3 separate regions of the Mus musculus genome follow, and regions 2 and 3 are each linked to region 1. A link is a contact called in public HiChIP or PLAC-seq data. All regions are on one chromosome and are shown on one strand. Each heading gives the region's core, a stretch centred on a gene start, on an enhancer-like site or on the middle of the called end of the contact. The rest is flanking DNA. Distances are from core to core; before and after follow the strand shown. Region 1 overlaps S100b (S100 protein, beta polypeptide, neural). Region 2 has its middle 6.0 kb from the start of Gstt4. Region 3 holds the start of Mmp11 (matrix metallopeptidase 11).

Region 1 (4,100 bases), core at 551-3,050:
GCGACGAAGGCCATGAACTCCTGGAAGTCACACTCCCCATCCCCATCTTCGTCCAGCGTCTCCATCACTTTGTCCACCACTTCCTGCTCCTTGATTTCCTAAGAGAGAAAAAGAGAGAGCGGGGGTGATCTTTCTAGATATAAGACGGAGCCGTCAGAGTGCTATTAAAAGTACCAGGCCGATCGATTTGCGTCAGAAGCAGTCCCAATACAGGAAATGAGACATCCTGACAGCCTTCTGTGCACAGGGACAGTCAGCCACAGGGACGTGGGGAGCAAGCAGTCTGTTCTCCTCTTTCCTTAGGTCTGGTGCGACCTGGATTACTTCAGAACAGGGGAAAGATGAAGAAGTAACAGACAGCCTGGGCCAGTGACGTGAGAGAAATGAACTCCCGCTCCTGAGCGTCTGTGTTTGGGAGTCTCGTGGATCCTAGCATTCACTAAAATGACACTTGGGGGTGGTGTGTCAGAGCCGCTGTTTATTCTTTTTCTTCATGAGTAACTTCCTAGGTGCCGTTGGCTTTTTCCCTGACAGTTCTGATGTCAGAGCCAGGTGAATGGTAGGACTGCTCCTACTAACTGATGCACAAAGCATGTGAACGGTCCAGCTCCTAACGGATGCCCCAGCAGTTGTGGGCCCCAAGACACCCGTGGGAAGAGTACAGGCTCTGAGCTTAGGTTTTCAGTACAGACTGTTTCAGTCAACACCTCCCCCCACCTCCCTGACAGGAGAGCACTGTGGGCAAGCCAACTGCTTCAAAGATTCCCGTGTAAAAGATGGTGATTCCCAGGGTCTCACTGGGGCTTTTAAACATCTCCCAAATGATAGGTGGGAGCAGTGTAGTTCTCCCAGTTGCAACATAGGTGCTTTGATTTCGAACCTACATGGCCTCCAGAGGCTGATGTGTAGGAGACTTGGTGCTAATCTGTGGTATCACAGGGAGATGATAGAACCTTCGGAGGCAGGCAAAGTGGGAGGAAGCTGCATCACTGAGCCACGCCCCTTCCTTTGTTTCTTTGTCCTCATTGGGGTGGTCTGCCTCAAAGGCCCCCCAAACAGTGGATCCTGACACCTGTGCACCGAAATTAGGAGCCAGGCCGTGGTGGCGCACACCTCTAATCCCAGCACTCAGGAGGCAGAGGCAGGTGGATCTCTGACTTCGAGGCCAGCCTGCTCTACAGAGTGAGTTCTAGGACAGCCAGGGCTATGCAGAGAAACCCTGTATTAGAAAACAAAAACCAACCAAATAAGTCAATAAGCCTTCCCTCCTTCAAGTTGATTGTTCTCCAGTGCTCTTGTTGAACCAGGCCAGCAAACATGCACGGTACTTTGATATCGTACATGAGTTATCATTTATAGATGTGCCGTTACTGGCTAATTTTTTCCTGTTATAAAATCATAGGTGTAGCAAATATCTTAAACTGTTATCAACTGGGATTTCACTAAATGTGAAGAGCCTGACACGCCCACCTCACCCCTGTATAGTCCTCTTGGAAGATGAGATTCCGACTCTTCTGTTAAGTCAAAAGGCAGAGGGCATGGGACGACAACTGCCCCTGCATACAGAGTTCCTGTCGCCCGGTATCTGAGTGCCTGAGGAGTTAATCCCCAAGTCCCACTGGAAATTTTCTCCAGAAGCCCACAAGCCCGCTGCCTTCCTACACATCAATTAATTTGCCTGCATGGGAGAAAGGACAACCTCAGCCAGACATCCAGTCAGTCAGTATCAACATGCCCAGTTAACTTGGAGAGTGGTTTCCTGTTACCATGTGACATGGCTGTGCCACACCCAGGCTTGGCACTTGACCCAACGCTGACTGGTTTTCCTCTGTCTGTGTGGTTGGCTACTTCTGTGACCCAAGGGCGCTCTCTGTGACAGGACACATTCATTGTATGCCACCAGCGTTCCCATATCGTTCAAGGCGTGCTGTGAGCCTTGGTTTAGGGGACCAAGGGAGCACTGGGTGGCAGTTGGATCACAGTTCACCTCCACGGGAGCACTTGGTTTGTAGGCAGTAGAAACGCTAATAAACTGATTCAAGGGCAGAGGAGACAGTGGGTAAGGAAGTGAGTGTTTTCACTACCAGAATATTAACTGCCCAAAGACGAGCAGCTTGCCAGGAACTCTTCTGCAACTCCCTAAGTGGACTCCAAACTAAATTTAGGCCCTGATGTCATATGCTCTCGGGAGCCCTTCCTCCCCTCGGGCAAGTATTCACTCGTGGGCATGCTAGGTTGGGTGCTTTGTGAGTCCCTGTATCTCAAATATTGAATTATTGAGTGATCATTAAATGTTTATTTAATCTCTGATATTTCTTTGTAGGAAGTACCAGACAGCTAGACAAAGCGAAAAGATTTCTTCCCCTCCCCGAAACTTCTCATGCTTTGAAAAAAAAGTGTCTGTGTGTGTGTCTGTGTGTGTGTGAGTGTACATGCCTACGTACTCTCACACCATGGTACACACATGGAATTGGTCTTGCCGTGTAGATCCCAGCAGTCAAACTCAGCTCATCAGGCTTGGTGGCAGGTGCGTTTGCCTGCTAAGCGTTCTCACCGGCCTTGTTCTGTTTTAAGAGATGGCCCAGGCTGGCTTCCTGCTTCCACCTTTGAAGTACAAGGACTACAGATGCGTGCTGACGTATCCTAAGTGTCACTTGTGAGTGGCTTACAATTCTCTTCTGCTGCCCTCACCCATGGATCCTTAGATTCAAGGGATAGAAACAGCCCCTCTGAGCTCATACTCCAAGGGCTTAGCCATTCAAACTAATATCCAGAAGCAACCCAGGGTCTGGATACAGAGACAGGAGCAGACATAAGGACCATTTCTAGTGCAGCTCAGAGATGGTCTCTTACCTCCAGGAAGTGAGAGAGCTCGTTGTTGATAAGCTCCTTCAGTTCTGACTTCTTCAGCTTGTGCTTGTCACCCTCTCGCCCGGAGTACTGGTGGAAGACATCAATGAGGGCAACCATGGCCTTCTCCAGCTCGGACATCCCGGGAGCTGCAGAGGAAGGATACGTTTTCATGTTTTCTACCCTGTTCTTTGGAGAGCTTAATACGTTGTTCTCAGGCCTCAGCTCAGATGAGGGGTAGAGAGGCCTACCAGGGAGAGGCATCCTGGGATCCACGCTGACCAGGGTTCATCCTCTTTTGCCCAGGCCCACCCTGTCCCTTCTATGTCCCCATAGGCTACAGAGCGAAGTTTCCAAGACCATTGGTTTCTGGTTGGGTTTGGCCAATGAGAAACTAGCAAAGATGCTAATGCAAAGCATTAGGGAATGACTCCGGGTCTTCCTGGTGGCTATTCCCAATCCCAGAGGTCTCCAGGATATACCATCAGCTGATGGATTTAAGAAAGACACTAAGATGACTAGTAACAAGTAAATATCTACCTGTACACACGCACACACACACACACACACATCACTATCAGTGAACCATTTTTAAAATGCAGTAACAGCTTCCTCATACAGCAATAATATCAGGGGTTAGGAGGAAAAATGCAGGTACTTCCAAAAGATTCTGAGGAACAAGATTAAGAATGTTCTGGCTAGTTTTATATCAGCTTGGCACAAGCTAAAGCCCTTTCTCAGAGACAGGAACCTCAATTAAGAAAAACGCCCTCATAAGATCCAGCTATAGAGCATTTTCTTCAGTAGTGATCGATGAGGGAGGGCTGAGCCCATTGTGGGTGGTGCCATCCCTGGGCTGGTGGTCCTGGGTTCTATAAGAAAGCAGGCTGAGCAAGCCAGTAAGCAGCATCCCTCCATGGCCTCTGCATCACCAGCTCCTGCCCTCGGGATCCTGCCCTGCTTGAGTTCCTGTCCTGAATCCCTATGATGATGATCTGTGATGTGGACGCCAAAGCTGAATGGCCCTTCCTCCCCAACTTGCTTTTTGGTTATGGTGTTCATCTTAGTAATAAAAACCCTAACAAAGAGCTTATTTTCATTTGAATTAATATATTAGTTTAAGATGTATAAATAAAATATGAGTGAGGTTTTTTTGGGGGGGGATGGGGGACAAACCAAAAATATATATATAAAAAATAAAGACTGTAAAATTCCTGTACCAAGTTTTTGAAAACTACCAGTGAAGTGAC
Region 2 (4,100 bases), core at 550-3,049, 430 kb after region 1:
ATTCCTATAAAACAGAAAATGGGGAAAAAATGTTAACAAGATATTAACATGCTGCAAAGACAGCTAAGATTATCATAGAGGTCATCACAGCAGGAAAGTCAGTATTACATCACAGAAAATCTTCCATCTCAGTCAGAGGCTTCTGCTCCGCCTTTGATTACTCAATTCCCAGAAAAAAAAAATACACTCAAATTTTAATTTATCAGCAGTAAAGCTGGGCATACTGGCTAGTTTTGTGTCCATTTGACAAAAGCTACAGTCATCAGAGAGGAGAGGAAGAAACCTCAGGTGAGGAAATGCCTATATGAGATCCAGCTGTAGGGCATTTTTTCAATTAGTGATCATTTCAGGGAGGGGCCCAGACCATGGTGGGTGGTGCCATCCCTGGGCTGGTGGTCCTAGCTTCTGTAAGAGAGCAGGCTGAGCAAGCCAGGGGAAACAAGCCAGTAAACAACACTCCTCCATGGCTTCTACATCAGCTGCAGCCCTCGGGATCCTGCCCTGTTTGAGTTCCTGTCCTTCAAAATGAACAGCAATATGTAAGTATAAGCCAAATAAACCCCTTTCTCCCCAACTTGCTTTTTGGCCATGGTGTTTTGTTGTAGCAACAGAAATCCTAAAAAAGTTGGCACCAGGATTGTGGGTTACTGCTGTGACAGATCTGACCTATGGAAAGAGGGCTATGCTGTTTAGGACTATGCTAAATGGAAGAAGTCAATCAGAAACAGTATCACATGCCTTGGAGGAACTGCATAAATTAGTGCCACCTTCAAGGACTTGAAAGATGCAGAGGTGGTGGTTCCCACCACATCTCCCTTTAACTCTCCTATCTGGCCAGTGCAGAAGACAGATGAATCATAGAGAATGACAGTTGACTATTGAAAACTAAATCAGGTAGTAACTCCGACTACAGCTGCTGTACCAGATGTAGTGTTCTTATTTGAGCAAGTTACCACCTCTCCTGGTACCTGGTATACAGCTGTTTGTTTAGCAAATGCCCCCCCCCCACCCCTTTTCTGGTAGTTGTCCATAAAGATCTCTAGAAGCAATTTGCTTTCAGTTGGCAAGACCAGCAGTACACCTTTACAGGCTTGCCTTAAGGATAAATTAGCTCTCCTACCCTATGTCATAACTTACAAGGTATCTTGATCATCTGTTTCTTCCACAAAATATCACATTGGTATACTATATTGATGATGCTCCTCCATGGCCTCTGCATCAGCTCCTGACTCCAGGTTCCTGCCCTGTTTGAGTTTCTGTCCTGAGTCCTTGTCCCAACTTCCTTTGGTGATGAGCCATGATGTGGAAGTGTAAGCCAAATACACCCTCCCCTCCCCCCAACTTGATTTTTGTTCAGGGTGTTTCATTGCAATAATAGAAACCCTAAGACTGATGGGCCTTTGAGTAACGCCATGGCTATTGTGTTATTCATGCTCCTGCGAGTAACCCCAGGAAACCCATTCCCCACCAAGCTTAAGCTAGACTTGGGTAGAATCATTTCTTTGGTCTGCCAATCACTGACCTATCTGGTTGAACAGAACCTCTTCTCAGGAAGTCAGTGAACTGTGTACTGTGGAGAGGGCATGGGTTCTCAAGCAATGGGGAGCTTGCCTGGGTTGATGAATCAGAGACAGCTCCTGGCAGTGTGGGCCAGGGGATTCTGGCACATTTGAGCATGTCAGACCAGAGCCCAGATTCCTACCCCAGGCCTTAGTGGGTGACCCCTTGCTCTGTTGGGCCTACTTGCCTTCATGAGACAGATTCTGTTTGCCTGGGCTATAGGCCAACTCTGGCTCCTAGCCCAGGCCCTCCTCCTCCACTTTGGAACAGCAAGTTGGTTGTGTTCCCTATGGCTTCCAGAGCAGAGCCTATCCTTGGAGAGAAGCTAGGTCCTAGCCAAGATTCAGCCCTGCACCTGTGTCCTAGTTCCTCATTCCAGGGACAGCAGCCACATCCTGTTACTTGATCACAGTGACTGTCTTAGGATTTCTATTGCTGTGATGAAACACCATGATCAAAAAGCAAGGTCATGGGAAAGTTTATTCAGTTTGCATTTCCATATCATAGGAGTTCAGGACAGGAACTCAAACAGAGCAGGGACCTGAAGGCAGGAACTAGTGCAGAGGCCAAGGCCACAGAGTGAATGCTGCTCACTGGTTTGCTCAGCCTGCTTTCTTATAGAACCCAGGACCTCCGGCTCAGAGATACCCCCACCTATAGTGGGCTGGGCCTCCCCCCATCAATCACTAATGAAGAAAATGTGCTTTAGGCTTGCCTACACCCTGATTGGATCTTATGGAGCATTTTCTCAAGTGAGGCTCCTTCCTCTCTGATGACTCTAGCTTGTGTCAAGTTGGCATAAAGTAGCTGGCACAGTGATCTTGCTTGACACAGTCAGAGTGACAAAAGGGTGTGTGTGGAGGGGACTTCACTCATCCAGTTGAGCCATGAGCTGTTCCTGAAACCATGGAAGATGTCATCTGCACACAGTATGAATTTGTGTGTGTGTGTGTGTGTGTGTGTGTGAGCGTGCCTACGCGTGTGTTGGGGGTATCCATCTCCCACAGTCCTAACTACTGGTTGGCTTCAGAGCCTGTGATAAGCATGGCCAAACTCTGTGTGTCAGGTCCAGAGAATGACTCTTACTTCCTCAGGTTTCAGAATGGGGTCCTGCCAACTTCCTAGGAGGTCTTGGCTAGGAGCCCAGGAAGGCCTGGGTGACTCAGGCTTGCAGCCAACCCCACACCCTACTCAATCAGCATCTTCCAGTATGGAAGCCAAACCCTGGCTCCCCTTGCACACAGGAGTTGTCCTCCAGGTCCACAGTGACTCTGCTGCCCATAGCTTACCCCTCCACACCACAACAGAAGTGCCCAGGCCAAAATAGGCCTAGGGGGTGTGACCATGGTGAGCACATGGAGAGAGTACCGCACGGAGGGGCAAAGTGACCAGACTTGAACTTCAGACATTTCCGTGATGCTAGCCCACAGGGTAGGGCTGCTTCCCTCGTGTGGAGTGGAGATGCTAACAGGGATGAGTGAGGCCCAGACAGAGGGCAGACCTGGGTCCCTGCAGAAGGAAATGCCTGCCGAAACATGGTCCAGGGAGGAAGCAGGAGGAGACCTTTAATGGCAGTGAGCCTTTCCTGGGAGGCCGGAAGTGGAGCAAATAAAGATGCGGCACAGACAGGAAGCAGTTGCGGGGCTCCTTCCCTGATGGCAGAGCCGTGGAGAACCTGGTTAAATGTTCAGGTGTGAGTAAAAGATCAGTGTTGGCAAACAAAGTCCCAACTCCCTTTCTGTTTGACGGTTAATCTCGTCAGCTTGACTGGATTTAGAAATATCTAGGAAACACTGGCTCTTGGCGAGTCTGTAAAGGGATTTCCTAAATATGCGTGCCTTGATCTCATCGGATAGGATCCAAGACAGTGAGAAAAGAAGAATGCGAGGATTTATCTCTTTCTGCTTTGGCTGTGGCGACAATGAAACTGGGTGTTCCTATCCCTGCCACCTGGCCTCTATAGTCTCCAACTTCACTCTCAAATTGTGAGCCAGAATAAGCCTCCCCTTCTTCCTCTTCTTCTCTTCAATTTATCTATTTTATCTATATGAGCACACTGAGGCCTTTTTCAGAACCACCAGAAGAAGACATCAGATCCCATTACACATGGTTGCGAACCACCGTGTGGTTGCTGGGAATTGAACTCAGGACCTCTGGAAGAGCAGAACATTTAATTGGGGCTGGCTTATAGATTCAGAGGTTCATTCCATTATCATCAAAGTGAGAGCATGGCAGTGTCCAGGCAGGCATGGTGCAGACGGAGCTGAGAGTTCTACATCTTCATCTGAAGGCTGCTAGTGGAAGACTGACTTCCAGGCACCTAGGACAAGGGTATTAAAGCCCACACCCACAAGGCCACACCTCCCAACAGTGCCACTCCCTGGGCTACGCATTTATAAACCATCAGGCCTCCTCAACAGTGTCCTACAGACTGGTGCAAGGGCCAGGACTGCAAGTGATGGAGGGTACCAGTTGGAACATATACTGACTGCCTTCCATTCCTTGCCCTGAATAGACATCATCAATCAATCACAGAAAAC
Region 3 (4,100 bases), core at 1,064-3,563, 330 kb after region 1:
GAGGTCCTGAGTTCAATTCCCAGCAACTACATGGTGGCTCACAACTGTCTATAATGAGATCTGATGCCCTCTTCTAGTGTGTCTGAAGGCAGCGACAATGTACCCACATACACGAAATAAATAAATACATCTTTTAAAAAAGGGGGGGCAGGGGGCTGGCGAGATGGCTCAGTGGTTAAGAGTGCCGACTGCTCTTCTGAAGGTCCCGAGTTCAAATCCCAGCAACCACATGGTGGCTCACAACCATCCATAACGAAATCTGATGCCCTCTTCTTGAGTGTCTGAAGACAGCTACAGTGTACTTACATATAATAAATAAATAAATCTTTTAAAAAAATGTGCTGTTGTAGAAAATTAAAAAAAAAAAGGGGGGGGCAGGCTTGAGCAGACCCCACTGGCTTATCTATTTGGCCTCTGCTTACCTTGTATCCAGTAGGCAAGTGGTAACATTCTTCCAGCTTCAACCCCTTCTGTGGGCCTCCGTGGCTAGCCCACCTTCCAGATCCTCTACTAAGTGTGGTAATGTGGGGTAATGGGGCAGGTTGGGGGGTAAGGGGGTGGGAAGTGGAGGGTGGGGGGGGTGGGGGGTCTGGCTGATAAGCTGCAAGTTCCTCAGAAAATAGTCGTGCATCCCTGGCAACACTGAAGGCTGTTTAGGTTGCACAAATAAATGTTTTAGGGTTTGGGGGTTCTTTTGTTGAGACAGGATCTTCATATAGCCTGGCTCACTCTGTAGAGCAGGTTGGTCTCAAACCCACAGAAATCCACTTGCTTCTGTCTCCCAAATGTCAGGATTAAAGGCATGCATCCAATGAAGAGTTTATTTTTAAAATGCTATGCATGGTGGTGCATGCCTTTAATAGAGGCAGATCTCTGAGTTCAAGGCCAGCCTACTCTACAGAGTCCCAGGATTGCCAGGGCTACACAGAGAAACCCACTCTTGGGGGTGGAGGGTAGGACTATGAATGCCTCATCCATTTTATGATTCTTTGACCAACACTGCTGAGATGAGTCTGAACCAGACCTGGAAATTCTAGCTATGATGATACATGCTTGCAGTCCTATCAGTCAGAATAGGCAAAGACAGGAATCTTGAGTTGGAGGCCTGCCTGGGCTACATGTACACATACTAGACTCTGTCAAAAAAAAGAGAGAGAGAGAGAGAGAGAGAGAGAGAGAGAGAGAGAGAGAGAGACTCTGTCATAAAAAAAAGAAAAGAGGGGTGGGTGGGAAGGGAGGAAGGACGACGGGAAGGAATGGCAGCCTTTAAAAGGTGAGGCTTTTTAAAAGATTGCAGATGGCCAAGTAAAACTTACCACTCTCTGCCCCTACTTTGCAGCAGCTCAGGGCCCCACTGGCCCACCAGAATTCAGAAGAGAGCTGAAGGCCTGGTGGAAGAGGCCTGCAGTGCCTTGTAGAGCCATTGTCATCCAAGAGGGAACACTGCACAGTTGGACACTCGCTGCAGAGATTAGAGTAGTTGAACTGTTTTCAGCACGTAGACCTCCCTCTCAGATGTGATTCTGTCCCTGTCTCAGATGGCTGAGCCTGACTGGTCAGGAAAAGCCTGTTGGCTAGTGTGCCCCCCGGCCAGGGAACAACCTGAGATTCCAGTGTCCAACTCAAACATCCCTGACCCTTTCCTCCCAGCCAACTGACCCAGTTGCCTGCTAGTAGAGAAAAAATCTGGTCCCTCCCTCCAAGATCCTCGCTGACTGCCTCTGGTCTGAAATTGTTAAGTGTGCGCATTTGCATCAGCCATTTGCATCAGCGTGTGCCAAGTGTCAGTAGAGGTCAGAAGAAGGCATCAGTTCCTAGATGGCCACCCTGTGGGTGCTAGGAACGGGAGCCAGGTTTCTCTGCAGGAGCAACAAGTGCTCCTAACCACTGATCCATCTTTCCAGACCCGTCTCTGTTTTGTTTTAAGGTGTGGGGACTGGCCAACTTCCGCCATATGCCTCAGTTTCCCCTGAGGTCACATTTCAATAGTCCGCTCCTTGCAAGAGCTATTGTACCACTTTCCTGTTAGCTAGGGCTGTTTAGATTGGGGATCTGACCACCTGCCACAGGCTAAAACAAGTCAAGCCACCATGGAGAGACCTGGCGAAGGATGAGACTTCTGAAGTGGGGCTGGAGAGCAGAATTGAGCTCTCCCCGGCTCTCACTAGTTCTAAGGGACCCAGCCCCTCCGGGCACTCCTCCCTAACTCAGACCGCTGCTGCAGGCCGGTTGAGTTTAGAACAAAAGGCAGGGGGAGGCGGGGCGGTGGGGGGTGCGGTCCCGGCGCCGGCGGGGGCGGGGCGAATGCTATAAGGGGCGGCGGCCCGGCCTGGCCCAGCAGGCCCAGCAGCCCCGGGGCGGATGGCACGGGCCGCCTGTCTCCTCCGCGCGATTTCGCGCGTCCTCCTGCTCCCGCTGCCTCTGCTGCTCCTGTTGCTGCTGCTCCTGCCGTCGCCGCTGATGGCCCGGGCCAGGCCACCGGTGAGTGCCCGCCACTCCTCCCCGAGGGAGGGCTGGGCACGCGGGCTGGGCCCACTGGCTGAGCTTGACCCACCAAGCGAGCTCCCTGGCTACCCTAGTGCAGTCTGTCCCCGAAATGCCTTCTGGGTCTCTCTGAGCGTACTATAATGAGCTTCCCGTGGTTGGCAGTGTGCAAGTGGAGCTGGTGAGACGCGTCTCTGCGCTGAACTCAGTTTGGAGACCGGCTTCTCCAGCCCCCAGCTAGGGATGCTGGAGTGTGTGTTGATAGAGGTAGCAGAGGGAGTGGATGCCAAGGCCCCTTGTTCATCACTGGAATGAAGCAAAGCAAGTCTGGGGGGAGGGGGGAGCAAAAAGGGGCAGCCTCCGGGTGTGTGGTTCCAGTAAGCACCCCTGCAAGGTGTGTACCGTGGATGGAGAATAAAGGAAGAGCTAGGAAGGAGAAAATGGGGCCCAAGTTGAGAGAGGTGCCCCAGCTTGCAGGAGACAAGTCTGGGAGTCCTGGTAGCCGACAGAAAATGCACCTGAGAGAGATAGTGTGTGCGAGCATCAGGTGCAGTCAGAATAGAAGGGAGCACCGGGGGAACAAAAGCATAAAGAAGAAGAGAAAGGAAAGGGGGTGCAAAGAGGCAAAGGGGAAGAAGAGAGATTGAGGGTTTCCCAGCCTGTGTGTCCCAATGGCTGCATCCTTCTTCCAGCTTGGTCTCTGAGGCACCTGTCAGAGTAGAGACTAAGCTGTGCTGGGGCTGGAGCTGGAACCACTACAGATCTACAATGCCCACGGGGTACCGTGCCCTCAGTAGCCAGCTAAGGCAGCCGGCCAGCTCAAGGAATGATGGATGGGAGGAAGGTATGATAGGCAGGTGTCCCAGGACAGGTCCAGCCATACCAATCCATCTGCCAGTTTTGCTGCACACTGGAAGAGAAAGGGTTTGGAAAGGGGAGTGGGTATTGTGGATCAGGACCTCCTCAAGCAAAACATGGAGTTCCCTGTTCTAGAACTCGGAGCGGAGCGCAGTCGTTAATCCCCTCCCTCCCCCCATCCGTACCCCCACCCACTCCCACCCCCGCAGAAGCCAGCGATAGAACTCATGCCTTCGAGAATTGCACTTCTCCTGACTTCTTACTAAGGGGGCAAAGCAGGAAAGAGCACCGGTACCTCCTGTTGGGCATTTAGGATAAAAGACGAGGCAAACCACACCAATGCTTGCTTGTACAGGGCTTGGGGGGGCAAGCCTGGGGTGGGATCCGAGCCGAGGATCTGTCACACTTTAGATGCGCAGAAAGGGTTGGTCACCTCTAACGCTTTTATCCCTAGACTGCCATCGGCGGGGCCAAAAGAGCTCGGTAAATATTTATTCACCCCAGCCCCCAGCTTGTGAAAAATCCACCACCTAGCAGCCAGGGAAGCTGCCCTTCCTTCTGGAGCTAGTAGGGATGGGTGGGAAGGGGTTAGGCAGAAGCACAAGGGTGGTCTGTGTATCAGTTGCGTGTATGGTTTGGGCTGTTTCCTTATCTCCTGCTCCGTTGCCTCTCACGGATACCTACTACTGACCTGTTTCATCCCCATTAGACCAAAAGCAAACTGAGGTTCAGGAAGGGACCGCTTGATCTTCCCCAGT

What was found. HiChIP or PLAC-seq counts read pairs in DNA pulled down with a chosen protein or histone mark.
Region 2: a FOXA1 HiChIP or PLAC-seq map of pancreatic cancer cells shows a contact between it and region 1. The contact joins two enhancer-like sites. A contact is called at or near these places in 1 of 39 promoter capture datasets (hippocampal neurons) and 1 of 115 datasets of contacts at active chromatin or transcription factors (pancreatic cancer cells).
Region 3: a contact with region 1 is called in a FOXA1 HiChIP or PLAC-seq map of pancreatic cancer cells. The contact joins the promoter of Mmp11 here to the enhancer-like site in region 1. A contact is called at or near these places in 3 of 39 promoter capture datasets (the SN4741 cell line, hippocampal neurons and liver) and 3 of 115 datasets of contacts at active chromatin or transcription factors (embryonic stem cells, forebrain and pancreatic cancer cells).

The regions. Positions count from the first base shown.
Region 1 is chr10:76,255,926-76,260,025 of GRCm38.p6, reverse strand. S100b (S100 protein, beta polypeptide, neural) reads right to left here. Exons shown (of 3, transcript NM_009115.3): 2 at 2,854-2,999; 3 at 1-98. The coding sequence starts at 2,991. Among named protein-coding and RNA genes, the nearest start is that of S100b, 4.1 kb to the right of the region's middle. Within about 2 kb of position 1,800, at least 115 of the 459 cell types and tissues checked have an H3K27ac peak or open chromatin away from gene starts, as enhancers often do. A contact at or near this core is called in the SN4741 cell line and pancreatic cancer cells, where this site is marked.
Region 2 is chr10:75,826,445-75,830,544 of GRCm38.p6, reverse strand. No RefSeq gene overlaps it. Among named protein-coding and RNA genes, the nearest start is that of Gstt4, 6.0 kb to the right of the region's middle. Within about 2 kb of position 1,799, at least 86 of the 459 cell types and tissues checked have an H3K27ac peak or open chromatin away from gene starts, as enhancers often do. A contact at or near this core is called in pancreatic cancer cells, where this site is marked.
Region 3 is chr10:75,930,715-75,934,814 of GRCm38.p6, reverse strand. Mmp11 (matrix metallopeptidase 11) reads left to right here and starts at 2,313. Exons shown (of 8, transcript NM_008606.3): 1 at 2,313-2,481. The coding sequence starts at 2,362. It overlaps Chchd10 (coiled-coil-helix-coiled-coil-helix domain containing 10), which reads right to left and starts at 1,685. Exons shown (of 5, transcript NM_175329.4): 1 at 1,317-1,685.